Regions from separate parts of the Mus musculus genome. Here regions 2 and 3 are each linked to region 1. The links are chromatin contacts, called in public HiChIP or PLAC-seq and promoter capture Hi-C maps. All regions are on one chromosome and are shown on one strand. Each heading gives the region's core, a stretch centred on a gene start, on an enhancer-like site or on the middle of the called end of the contact. The rest is flanking DNA. Distances are from core to core; before and after follow the strand shown. Region 1 holds the start of Sgsm1 (small G protein signaling modulator 1). Region 2 overlaps 1700069L16Rik (RIKEN cDNA 1700069L16 gene). Region 3 holds the start of Tmem119 (transmembrane protein 119).

What was found. Promoter capture Hi-C pulls out the DNA fragments that hold promoters and counts their contacts. HiChIP or PLAC-seq counts read pairs in DNA pulled down with a chosen protein or histone mark.
Region 2: a contact with region 1 is called in an H3K4me3 HiChIP or PLAC-seq map of embryonic forebrain, with 5 times the contacts expected there. The contact joins the enhancer-like site here to the promoter of Sgsm1 in region 1. A contact is called at or near these places in 3 of 39 promoter capture datasets (the 3T3-L1 cell line, the SN4741 cell line and hippocampal neurons), 1 of 15 datasets of contacts at CTCF or cohesin (embryonic stem cells), 2 of 484 Hi-C or Micro-C datasets (bone marrow-derived macrophages and embryonic stem cells), 13 of 115 datasets of contacts at active chromatin or transcription factors (SST interneurons, bone marrow-derived macrophages, craniofacial prominence and 8 more) and 1 of 9 other capture datasets (embryonic stem cells).
Region 3: a promoter capture Hi-C map of embryonic stem cells shows a contact between it and region 1, with 10 read pairs. The contact joins the promoter of Tmem119 here to the promoter of Sgsm1 in region 1. A contact is called at or near these places in 7 of 39 promoter capture datasets (cranial neural crest, embryonic stem cells, frontonasal cranial neural crest and 3 more) and 12 of 115 datasets of contacts at active chromatin or transcription factors (craniofacial prominence, embryonic basal ganglia, embryonic forebrain and 5 more).

Annotation. Positions count from the first base shown.
Region 1 is chr5:113,308,879-113,313,059 of GRCm38.p6, forward strand. Sgsm1 (small G protein signaling modulator 1) reads right to left here and starts at 1,908. Exons shown (of 25, transcript NM_172718.3): 1 at 1,796-1,908; 2 at 1,670-1,713. The coding sequence starts at 1,814.
Region 2 is chr5:113,714,593-113,718,359 of GRCm38.p6, forward strand. All of the region lies in intron 2 of 1700069L16Rik (RIKEN cDNA 1700069L16 gene), which reads right to left. Among named protein-coding and RNA genes, the nearest start is that of 1700069L16Rik, 8.3 kb to the right of the region's middle. Within about 2 kb of position 2,154, at least 74 of the 459 cell types and tissues checked have an H3K27ac peak or open chromatin away from gene starts, as enhancers often do. A contact at or near this core is called in SST interneurons, craniofacial prominence, embryonic basal ganglia and 3 more, where this site is marked.
Region 3 is chr5:113,798,292-113,802,276 of GRCm38.p6, forward strand. It overlaps Tmem119 (transmembrane protein 119), which reads right to left and starts at 2,105. Exons shown (of 2, transcript NM_146162.3): 1 at 2,009-2,105. Gm42004 (a long non-coding RNA gene) reads left to right here and starts at 2,275. Exons shown (of 5, transcript XR_878692.2): 1 at 2,275-2,360.

The sequences.
Region 1 (4,181 bases), core at 658-3,157:
CACAGAAGCAGGGAATCCAGCAGACTTGTGGACACAGGGTGGAGAGCAATGTCCCCACAGCATTTCCAGGAACCCAAGCTAGACTGGGGAGGAACAGTAAGGGACATGTGTGTGGGCCATGGGGCCACATGCGTCACTCTGCAGATGGGAAAGCGGTGATCTTACAAAGAGAGGACGTAGGAAAGATGAACTCTGAGGGGCCATGTGGCACAGCTATACACGGATGTCTCCTAGGTTCCCCAGGGCCTGCTGACCCTGTCTTTCATTGTACATCCTATTTGGTCAACCATTTCCCTAGTAAAGTGGGGGTCAGCTCCAGGCATGAGGAGCAAGCATTACAGCCAGGGCTGGGTAAAAAACCACGGCCTTCCAGCTTTAAACCTAAGGGCTGAGACCCTTCCCCGAAGGGCAGGGGTGTGAGGTTTCAGGGTTGGGGTCTGGATAGTATCTTCAAACAGGTCTTTACAAAGATGGAGGTAAAGACTTCTAGGCCTTTCTGAGGGACCCCCTTCTATCCATCTTACATATCACCTCGAAGGAAAATTCTAGAATCTGCAGCAATCCACGGAGCTAGTTCTTTAAAAGGAATGTGCTACACACAGAGACACAAACACAGGCACACACCCACGATCCCCAAGAGGAGGAAGGAACCGGGGACAGGTCCGGGCCTCCAACTGCCCAGGTGGCTGCCACCAGGAAGGGAGGCCCTCCTGAGTGACACCCCTAACACACACACGCGCGCGCGCACACACGCACACACACCCCACAGGTATACACACACCTCCATGCTCAGGAAGCAAGGGACAGACTCCAGCCTGGCTCACAGATTCACAGCCAAGCAAGGACTTGGGATAAGAACCCCAGGATGAAGACAAGGCAGCAGGGACGGGAATGGGGGGTGGGGGTGACTGAAGGATAGGGCGGAGCCAAAATGGGAGGGCAATGCCACACCACATACATACTCAATCTTACCCATTCACACAAATACACATTCGTAGACTCGCACAAGCAGACACAATATATAGATCATCCTTAGGTATTTCCAGGCAGGTGCACATACATATATGCACATGTCCTGGGCAACATACATCTACACCACAGGCCCACAGACATCTAAACGTCGCCTCAGCCTTCTAAACTCTCCCAATTCCCACGGCCCTGGGAGGTCACTGGCTGTGAACGCCGAGGTAAGGCTAGGATCTCAGCTGCTTCCTTCATCCCGGGGGAGGCAGGCAGCCACTCCTGTCTGATCCCATGTATCAGTGGAGGGCACCTGCTCTGTGACCCTGGCCCAGGTCACAGGCTCTCCTGCACAAAGTCCCTGGCACCTAGAGGTGGCTCCAAGGACTGAGTATCTGACATGGGTTGGGGGATAGCTTCATGTTCCAAAATTGAACCTGTCCCCTCCCAAAACCTGATCTTCCTCGGGGATATTCCGCATCTCTAATGAGGAGCCCCGCATCACCCTACTCTACCCCCAGCAATGAGAACCTGCCCCTCCGCGAGGTCCCACCTGGACACCTTCCGATCCTACACCCAGAGGGCCCCACGCACTGAAACACCCGTTTTCCAGCGACCCCTCCCCAGCCCCCGCCCTAGTTAGCCATGCACAGCCACCGCCAGCCAGAAGCCCGCGGTGGCCCTGTCACCCTGGGGTGGCCGCCCCTACCTCCTTCTTCACAGTGCGCAGCAGCCTCTGGCGGGTCTCGGCCTCTGCGGGACAAGCAGGGAAGCGCGGTGAGCGGCACCGAGGCCGCGGGGCCTGGCCGCCCTCCCGCTGCCCGCCCGTGCTTACCCGCAGGGACCGAAGCCATGGCTCAAGCTGGTCGGTGCCCGGTTCCCGGACGCGTCCCCGCTCCGCGCCCTGCTGCAGCCGCGAGGGGGCGGGACCGGCAGGGGATGAATGACAGCCCAGGATGTAGACGTCAGAACCTGACATCCCGCCCACCCCACCCACGAAAGCTCAGCGCCGCCTCCTGGACAGCATACAGCAGAGCATCCGCATCCAGCCTCCTCCAGGCGTTAGCGACAGGCCTTGCCAAGTTGCCTAGGGTGACCTAAGATGCGGAACCGTGCTCCACATCCCGTGTGTCCATCCACGCGTATTTAGAAACGAGGCAAAGCCAGGCACGGGGCACACTCCTATCGACTCCTCAGTGGGGAGACTGAGGCAGGGGACTCAACCTGGGCGACATAGCCAGGCCCTGCCGCCACAATAAAACTAGACTCATCCTGTATAAAGTGGGTATAAGTTCTAGAATGAGCTGATGATCAAGCGAGATATTTGATGTGTAATTCTCATCATAGACAAGACAAAAAAAACAAAACAAAACAAAACAAAACAAAAAAAGGGCCAGCTTTCATACGGGGTAGCTGCTGCTGTTTCATATACCCCCTTCCTCCGTCCCCTCCTCCCCTTCCCTTCCCCCTCCCCCTCTTCCTCCTCTTTTTACTCCTCCTCCTCTCTTCTCCCTTTCTCCCTTTTCAGACTAATCAGATACACTGACTCCCCATCTGGAAGAAGCCTGCCTCTTCTTCACTTGCTGCTCCCCCTATACTGGGAACCAGGGTTCAGCCAGGATCTCTCAGTCCCAGGGTTGGGAGTTTGAAGCAAAGGAGATGGACACATTGCCGCAGCACTCAGATGGTAGACAGTAAACCATCTGAGCAAGTGATAGAGGGTTGGAAGGTTCTAGAGGGACGTGGAGTCGATGCAGGGGAGATACCAGTGACCGGGGCTGTCTTGTGGAACAAGGGGCATCTTGCTGAGTTTTCTTTCTGAGCAAGAAGGGAAAGGAGGAGGCTGGGGAATGCTTGGGGAAGAGGAATCCATACAGTTCAGCGGTTAAGAGAACTGAGTGCTCTTCCAGAGGTCTTGAGTTCAAATCCCAGCAACCACATGGTGGCTCACAACCATCTGTAATGAGATCTGATGACCTCTTCTGGTGTGTGTGTGTGTGTATACCAGAACCCCTCTTGTGTGTGGCAGTGGTGTCTCTGTCACGATACCCCCCCCCACTCTCTCCTCCCCCACTCTCTCCAGTGAGGTGTGCTTAGTGTCTCCAGGATGCCACAGAATGAGAAATAAGGACTTGACAAATATAATTGAGGACTTACTACATCCGGAGCTCTGGTTGCATAAACTTACCGAGCCTCCAGCCCCCCCCCCCCCCCCCATGAGCCTCACACACAAAGAAAGTCAAGCCCAAGACGTGGGAGAATTTTCTTCAGGTCCATACACAAAGCAAGCAATAGCTCAAGCCATGGACCGGGTGGATCATCTCACCAGGGGCAGGTTAAGATGAATCAGATGTTTCTCGCCAAGCCCTTCAAACCTTTTCAGAGAACATAGAAGTTTTCCTCTAATATAAATGGTTTCTAGTGGTGGTTTCAATATGCTTGGCTGTCCTGGAACTTGCTCTGTAAACTCACTCTCTTGAGCTCAAGAGATTTGCATGGCTCTATCTCCTGAATGCTGGGATCAAAGTCATGGTCCACCATGCCTGGACCTAAGCTTTCCTTCACCTAGATCTAAAAGCTTGTGTCATCCTGTGACAGTTTGACACACAGTCATATCTCCTTATCTCCAAGTGAAACCAATAATCACATCATAATAATATAACTATCCACGGTTTAGCTGCAAACAATAAGCTTAGCTGGGTGGGATCTTGCCCTGAGATCACCACTCCCTTAATCCGTTTGTCTCCTTGAACGTAGGATTCAGCTCCTTTTCATTTCCTGGGGCCCCTTCATTACTTGAAGCACACTCGTTTTTTCTTTTTAAGCTTGCTATGCTTGCTCAAAATGCTCTTCATAAGACTGAATCACAGGATCATGTCTAAATTGGGGTTTCTATGAGACTTAATTGTTAATTCTGTCTAGGCTGGCCCATTAAGCTCCACTTAAAGCATTCCATGGCGTTCCAAACCCAAAGTCCCAAAACCCATATTCTTTCAAACAAAAGCATGGTCAGGCCTATGACAGCAATACCCCACTCCTGGTACCAACTTCAGCCTTTTTATTTATTTATTTTTTAAAAAGATTTATTTACTTATTATATGTAAGTACACTGTAGCTGTCTTCAGACACACCAGAAGAGGGCATTGGATCTCATTGTGGATGGTTGTGAGCCACCAAGTGGTTGCTGGAATTTGAACTCAGGACCTTTGGAAGAGCAGTCA
Region 2 (3,767 bases), core at 904-3,403, 410 kb after region 1:
CAAACCTGACCTGACCTCTCTGATTGGATGACCCTTCTGTTTGTTTGTTTGTTTGTTTGTTCATTGTTTTACTTTAAAAATGTTTAAATCTGGGCTGGGAGATGTCTCCGTGATTAAAAGCATTGTCTGCTCTTCCAGAGGCCCTGAGTTCAATTCCCAGCCACCATAAGGTGGCTCACAACCATCTGTAATGGGATCCGATGCCCACTTCTGGTGTGCAGGCAAACATGCAGATAGAGCACCCATATAAATAAATACATCTTTTTAAAAAAAGTTTAAATCTTATTTTGAAGGTTCACTTGTTATTTTTCAGTCTACATTTATGGATTTCTTTTCAAATTTATTTCAATTAAGACATTGTATTATTTCCCCCTTCCATTTCTCTCCTCTCTCCAACCCCTCCTGTGTCCCTTCCTTCCATCTGCCACCCATGTCCCACTTCACTCCCCCTCAAACACAAGATCTCTTTTTCTTTGAATGCTATTGTTTAACACACACACAAATATATAAATACAACCCGCTGATCTGTCTAATGCTAATTATATGTGTGTATTTGTGTGTGTGTGTGTATTTGTGTGTGTGTGTGTGTGTGTGTGTGTGTTTGGTTTCAGGGATGAACACTTGGTATCAGAGAACCAACTGGAGGACTCATCCCCTAATTAGTTAGGTATCTGTAGACCTTTGTCCAAAGATGAGCTGGTGAGAATTTTTTCCCTTCCACAACAATAGCACAACTATTGGTCATCAGTGACTCGTATTCTTGTCTCTCACAGCATCTGGGGGATGGGCTATAAAAATAACTCTCAAGCCAACATTACCACCCAGCCCTGTGGCACATGAGTGGGTGAGAAATCCCACCCATCCTTTCCAGATAACAGGCATGAAGCCCAGCTTCCCCTGTGACCCTGAGGCCCACAGCCATTCAGTGCAGGAGGAGCCAGATGCAAACCTTTCTCTCTGTGGGTCTCTATGATCCAAAGATGCCCTTGATTGGCAAAGTCCCAAGAGTGCCTGCTCTTTGGCCTCAAGCAAGCTGGGTTCCCTGGAATGGTAGGTGACCTAGGGTTCAAGTCCCAACTCTGGCACTTCCTAGCTGTGTGAACTCTGAGAGCTACTTCACCTCTCTGGGCCTTGTATACTTCGTCTGTAAAATGTAGATAACTCAGGCAGTCACTCTCTTGGGCTGGTCTGTGGTCTACAGGACAGGAAATTAATCATTGTGATTGAGTGAATAGCCACAGCCCTTTCTTCTGGTAGAAAAGAGAAATTGCTGTACTTGAATGCAATCCTTCTCTAGTCAGACATAATGACAGACAACTCTCTGGCCACCATAAGGTCTTGAATGCTGCCCCCAGCAGTAACCTTGACCCAAGAAGACAGCCCTGCAGTTAGCAATGATCCTCACCCAGGCTTGGCTTTGGAGACTGTCACTGTGACTAAGGGTGGGGTCCAGAGCTTGCTCGGGAGGAGGAGGAGGAGGCTGCAGAGGAGAAGGAGGGGAAGGAAGAGGAGGAAGAAGAGGAGGAGAAGGCAGAGAAAGAGGAAAGTGATGGGGGAGGAGCAAGTGCCATGGTCTAGGCATTCCCCTAACCTAGAAGTCCCAGGCAATAAGGAAGCTTCCTACAGACAACATTCAAGTCACTTCATAGTACTCTCTGGTCACACACACACACACACACACACACACACACACACACACAAAGCCCATGGTTATATACTCCACTGGCATTCTGAAATATCTGTCACCGTTTTTTTTTTTTAAGAGTAGTGGCCCTGTGAGTTATCATCGTTCCTGTTGGTATCACTGTCTTGCATTTTCCCACCCTAAGAAGCCCTTATGGACCCCACCCCCACCTCTTCTCCTTCCCAGAACCTCATCCCACCCTACCGAATGAGTAAAAAATAAAAACAATAATAGACTAATGCTCTTCAGTTCTCAGGGTCCTCCTGGAGCCATTTGTTCCCCCAAGAGGGTGGCTTTTAATTCCACTTAGGTGAGAGCCTAGCTTTCATCTGCTCTCTCTGCTGCTATGGCAACCAATGCACTGGCAACACGAGGAGAAGAGAATTTATTCTCCTTCCACCACGCTGAGGAGAGTGGGGAGACCGCCCAGGGAGAGGAGACTGTTCACACTGCCTTTGTAAACAGTTGATAGGAAGATGCTCAACTGATTTCAGGACCATGGAAAGCTCCAAAGGATGCAATGGGGCCGGGGCTGAGAACGGAGGGAGGGAGGAGACTGTTGTAATGAGGGAAGGCTGCTGGAGGTGGGGGCGGATCTGAGAAGGGAGGGCGGGAGCGAGGGAGAAGGGAAAGGGGATGGGAGAGGAAGGAGGGGCAACTACCACTAATGCTTGCATCCTTAGCTTCCCCAGAAAGTGGAGTCGGGGAGGTGGGGTTGGGTTTGTTCTCTGCACCAACAGAGGACTGTCATCAATGTGAATTCAGTTTCCTAAAGCCTGCTGGGAAGGAGGGAACAGCCTTCCAGCCCCTGGGATTTTATTGTTGATCACTTTGTGTAAGCTTGAGTCCTGGGTTGTACTTTTGAAGCATCTCACCAAACAGTTCCAACGCACATTTGGTCTCAAGGCCGCCTGATGTACCCACACTGTTAGCATTCTGTCTAAGCTCAACTCCACAGTTACCTGGCAACAGCCAGGGAGGCCTGACCCACTATAAAAGGGGCTGCTTGCCCCCTCCTCGCTCTCTTGTCTTCTTGCTCCCTCTCTGTCCCCTCTCCCCTTCCCCATTCCCTTCCCCCTCTCTCCACCTGCTCATGGCCAGCCTCTACTCCTCTACTTATCTCTCTCTCTCTAGCTAGCTAGCTAGCTAGCTCTCTCATTCTCTCTCTCTCTTTCTCTGCCTCCACTACCCTCTTAACTCCCTTCCCCATGCCCTGAATGAACTCTATTCTATACTATACCACCATGTGGCTGGTCCCTCAAGGGGAAGGGAAGCCTTGGCATGGGCCCGCTGAAACATCCCCTTCCCTTATACCTCCATAGAACATATCCCCTTGCCAGGCAGTGGTAGCACACGCCTTTAATCCTAGACTTGGGAGGCAGAAGCAGGTAAATCTCTGAGTTTGAGGCCAGCCTGGTCTACAGAGTGAGTTCCAGGACAGCCAGGGCTACACAGAGAAACCTTATCTTGAAAAACCAAATAAATAAATCATATATACACATACATACATATATGTGTGTGTAATGTGTATTTGTGTGTGCCCTCTCTTTATCTTTCTATAGACACATCATACTCTCATTATTTGGGGATCAGGGGAAATGGGCTCATCAGGGTGAAGCAGAATTCCCAGATCCAGGCACCGAGTCACAGCTCCAGAATCTCACTGAGTTGCCCAGAATTTCTCTCATTACATCTCAACACACTGTCCTAGTCAAACATGGCAGCATGTCCCTGTCACCCCAAGGAAGCCTGGTCAACTGAGGCGGGGCAACTGTGAGTCTGAATCCAATCTGAATGATATATTACGTTCAAGGCCAATCTGAACTACACAGGGAGATCTTAGCTGGGTTGGGGGTTGGGGGTGGGGGTGGGGAGATTTCAGAGATTCAGCAGATAAAAACACTTGCCAAGCAAACCTGACAACCTGCGTTTGGATCCCCAGAAACCATCAATGACCAGACAGGAGGCTGCATGTCTGAAATCCCAACATTCTTTCACTGAGGTGGGAGACAGAAACAAGAGAACCACCCAGAAGACCATGGGCCATGATGTGTTCCTTACTTTTCTATCATGGTGATAAGAC
Region 3 (3,985 bases), core at 855-3,354, 490 kb after region 1:
CCCCGCCCAGGAGATCTCTCCCTAGGAGTGGAGAATCACAAGTATCTAGGCTGTTCCCTATCCCTGACCTTTCAAGGCTGAGATCTGGGGCACACATGACTAACTATGCCCGGACGATGGGCCTGAACTGGAGTTCGAATTTTTTTTCTTGGCAAGAATTTAACTGACCTAGCATGCTCCCCTTTTTGGGGTGGTGCTGGGAACTGGACTGAGAGCTTTGTGCGTGCTGAACTACACCACAGCCCTGGGTCATCACCCGGGAGACAGAGGCAGGGTTGCACATTCGAAAATCATCCTGAGCTACATATTATGATGTCGTCTAAAAATATGGTTGTGGCTAGTGAGGGCTGTTGCTCCAGAGGGACAGGCCACCGTGACCACAATGCCACAGCACCGGAGAAGTCCTCAGATGCATCAGTTGAAAAGCCACTGGTCTGGCTAGATCTCCCTGGTTCCATCCTGTCTAAATCTGCCAGCTGTCTCCTCTCAATCTCACTTTGCCCATCTGCAAATGGGCAGTGGCAGGATGACTCCACGCTGATACTCAAAGAGCTGTCGGGACTGTGCGAGAGAACATTCTAGAAGTGCCAGCACAGGGTCGGTCCCACAGGAAAGCTAGAACTCAGGAATGGAATGCTGCAGGAGAAGCCAGATTTTTCCCCTCTGCGGATCCACGGCTGTCCTCACTTGTCGTCGTCCCCCCCACCCCCACCCCGCTCCGCATCCCCAGCAAAAGAGCAGAATACACGTGCACACACGTGTGCATGAACACGCACGTGTAGACCGCAATGGGGATCCAAGAAAGCATTGACCTCTCTGTGGCACTTGCAATCAGCCAAAGGGGTGCAGAAGAAGAAGCAGAAACCATTCCTGTCTCTGAAGAACAAGACCCCCTACTCTCAGAACTTCACCCCCCCCCCCAGTCTCTCCTTGCTCCCAGAGAAAGGTAGCAGGTGACTAAACAAGAGGACTCAGGTCTGCATGGAGATGGTCATGGGACCCTTAAATTCTCCAAGCCTCAGTTTCCCCTCTGGGGAACAGAAGAACTGACCTGAACAGGTCTGAAATGATTGCTGATGTGCCAGACGTCCTTTGCCTGCCTGCTCCTATACAAGCACTCAGGATTCGCACCAGAGGGAACTCAGTCAGACTGTAAACAGCCTGCCCAACAGAGAGAGCCCCTGATGGAGAGGTGGCTCAGAACAGCTCGACTATACCCTCCCAAAGGGTTGGGCATGTCAACCCTTTGAGCTCCAGTTTCCACATCTGCGCAATGGGGACAGGTCACAGCAGTGCCTAGCATGTAATAAATGTTAGCAAGTGGATGCACTTGTCCAGTATGCTCTCCCTGCTAGACCCTCTGTCTTAAGAGCTTCTGTTTTAAATTGAGATGTCCATGAATATGCAGATGAGGCGAATCCACCCCGAAGGAAGGACTGGGTACCCAAGGACCTGAGACAGCTAACCCAGAGCCTCTGTTCTACCAGCCCTCACTCAGAAACGGATGGCCAGTGATGGAGAGGCAGGCCACAGAAACCTGGCTTCAATTAGGAGACTGGGGGGGGGGGGGCTGTGGCTGAAACATTGTATGCCTAGCCTATTCCCTCAGGGCCTGCCTGCAAGGACAGGGTCCTGGTCCCTCAAGAAGAGGCTTGGAAGGAGCCTGAGGTCTCAGAGTCTACACATAAGCTCACACACACACACACACACACACACACACACACACAAGTATTCCAAGTGGTGCATCAGACATCCCAAACACAGCCTACCGCAACACACGGGACAATACAAGTTTACACCAGCAGCACACTGGCCCTGGAAACGTCGCCCTGGCACCCTCTCTACATCCCAACTACACGCGTGCCGCCTTCATCCATGCTCACACATCTAATCACATATCTAATCACATGGGTGCTCACGGCCTCAAACACACACACAGATTGCACGCACACTTAGGGATTCTGCGGAGTTCTCCAAGAGTCCCCAGCAGCAGGAGGCAGAGACTTACCAGCTCTGGGTGAAGGACCGGGTGCAGCTGCCAGGTAGGCAAGCCAGGCCCGCTAGACGGTCTGACTGTCTGCCTGCCGTCTGCCGCCAGCTGCTCTGGCTGGTGCCTGCCCGCCTCGGCCTCCAGGCCCTCCCCTTTCCTCCTCCCTGCTGGGCTGGAGGGCCAGCTTGATTTCATTAAGAGGGCTTGGGGTGGGGACAGTGTGGGGCGGGACTATGCCGGGCCACCCACAGTCCCACCCTCTTCACACTCCAAGCTTGCTTCTTCTTGACCTCAGGTCCCCTGGGCAGGCTCAGACAGACTGACAGACAGAGGGGCTTCCAGGAGAACGTTCCCAGAACTCTGAGCTGAGGTCCGTCCCATCCCCCACACTCCCTGAAGGATGAGGTCAGGAAGATCTGGGGCCCCTGGAAGTGGGAAGGAAAAAATCTCCGTGGCGTGGCCCAATCCAGCTGTGACTCAGGATTTCCAAGCTTAGGGTGCAGAGTGGGAGTGGGGGTGTCTCAGGGAAACCTGGGGATGCTGAGATCAGGCACTGCCCGGGCCCTTCCTCCCCTGGCCTCAGTTTCTCCATTCTTAGGGGGTCAGGGTACTCCCTGAGGTACTGACATCCTGAACTCTGAGACCTCACTAAGCCCTAGTAGGGCAGTTTGAGCAGAAGCTATGAGCCCATTCCACAGAAGTGGAGAGGGGGTGGGGAGTTCAAATACCCTGAAGCACCATAGGTAACTGATCCATGGGACCTGGCACTCACTCATTCATTCATCCACTCACTCATTCATCCAGTCATTCACTCACTCATTCATTCATTCACTCACTCATCCACTCATTCATTCATTCACTCATCCACTCACTCATCTACTCACTCATTCATCCACTCACTCATTCACTCACTCATTCATTCATTCACTCACTCATCCTCTCATTCATTCACTCACTCATTCATTCATTCACTCACTCGTCCTCTTATTTATTCACTCACTCACTCATCCACTCATTCATTCATTCACTCACTCATCCACTCACTCATTCATTCACTCACTCATCCACTCACTCACTCATCCACTCATTCATTCATTTACTCATCCACTCACTCATCTACTCACTCACTCATCCACTCATTCATTCACTCACTCATTCACTCATTCATTCATTCACTCACTCATCCTCTCATTCATTCACTCACTCATTCATTCATTCACTCACTCATCCTCTCATTCATTCACTCACTCACTCATCCACTCACTCGTCCTCTCATTCATTCACTCACTCATTCACTCACTCACTCATTCATTCATTCACTCACTCATCCACTCACTCATTAATTCACTCACTCATCCACTCACTCACTCATCCACTCATTCATTCATTCACTCACTCATTCACTTGTTTGTTTCAGTAAATGGCTGACACACCCTGACACTGAAGATCAGACAGAGCTGAGCAGGACCCAGCCAGTCAAGACACAGACACAGACCTGCCTCTAGGAACTCACAGGCTTCTAGAGCTGTGTGCGCCAAGACTCATCACGGGGTGTGAGGTGCCCTTCCACAAACCAGAGAGGGTTCCATGTCAGGAGAGGACCACAGGGGAGCCAGGCAGGGAGGCTAATACACCCTGGAATCTTCTGGGAGTTTCCTACTCGCCTCGGTGACACCCTCGCCTCACCCTCCCTCCTTGTCCAGCAGCAGTGCAAAAGGCTAGGGCAGTCAGCTCAGTGTCCTCTGGCCTCTTCCCTTCCCTGGGTGAAGGCTCGCCAGGGTGACCAAGGACAATCATGTCCTCAGCTAAGGTCTCTGTCCCCACTAGCAATACACAGAAGCCTTCATAACACAATCGCAGAGTAGAACAAAGGTTGGGGTACTGAGAGCCTAGGCCCCAGATCAGGGATCTACACACCTCTGTCTTCTGCCCCAAGGAGGGGAAGGTCCTACCTTGTTGCTAGTTGGGGCTGCTTCCAGCGCTTACGAATGTTCA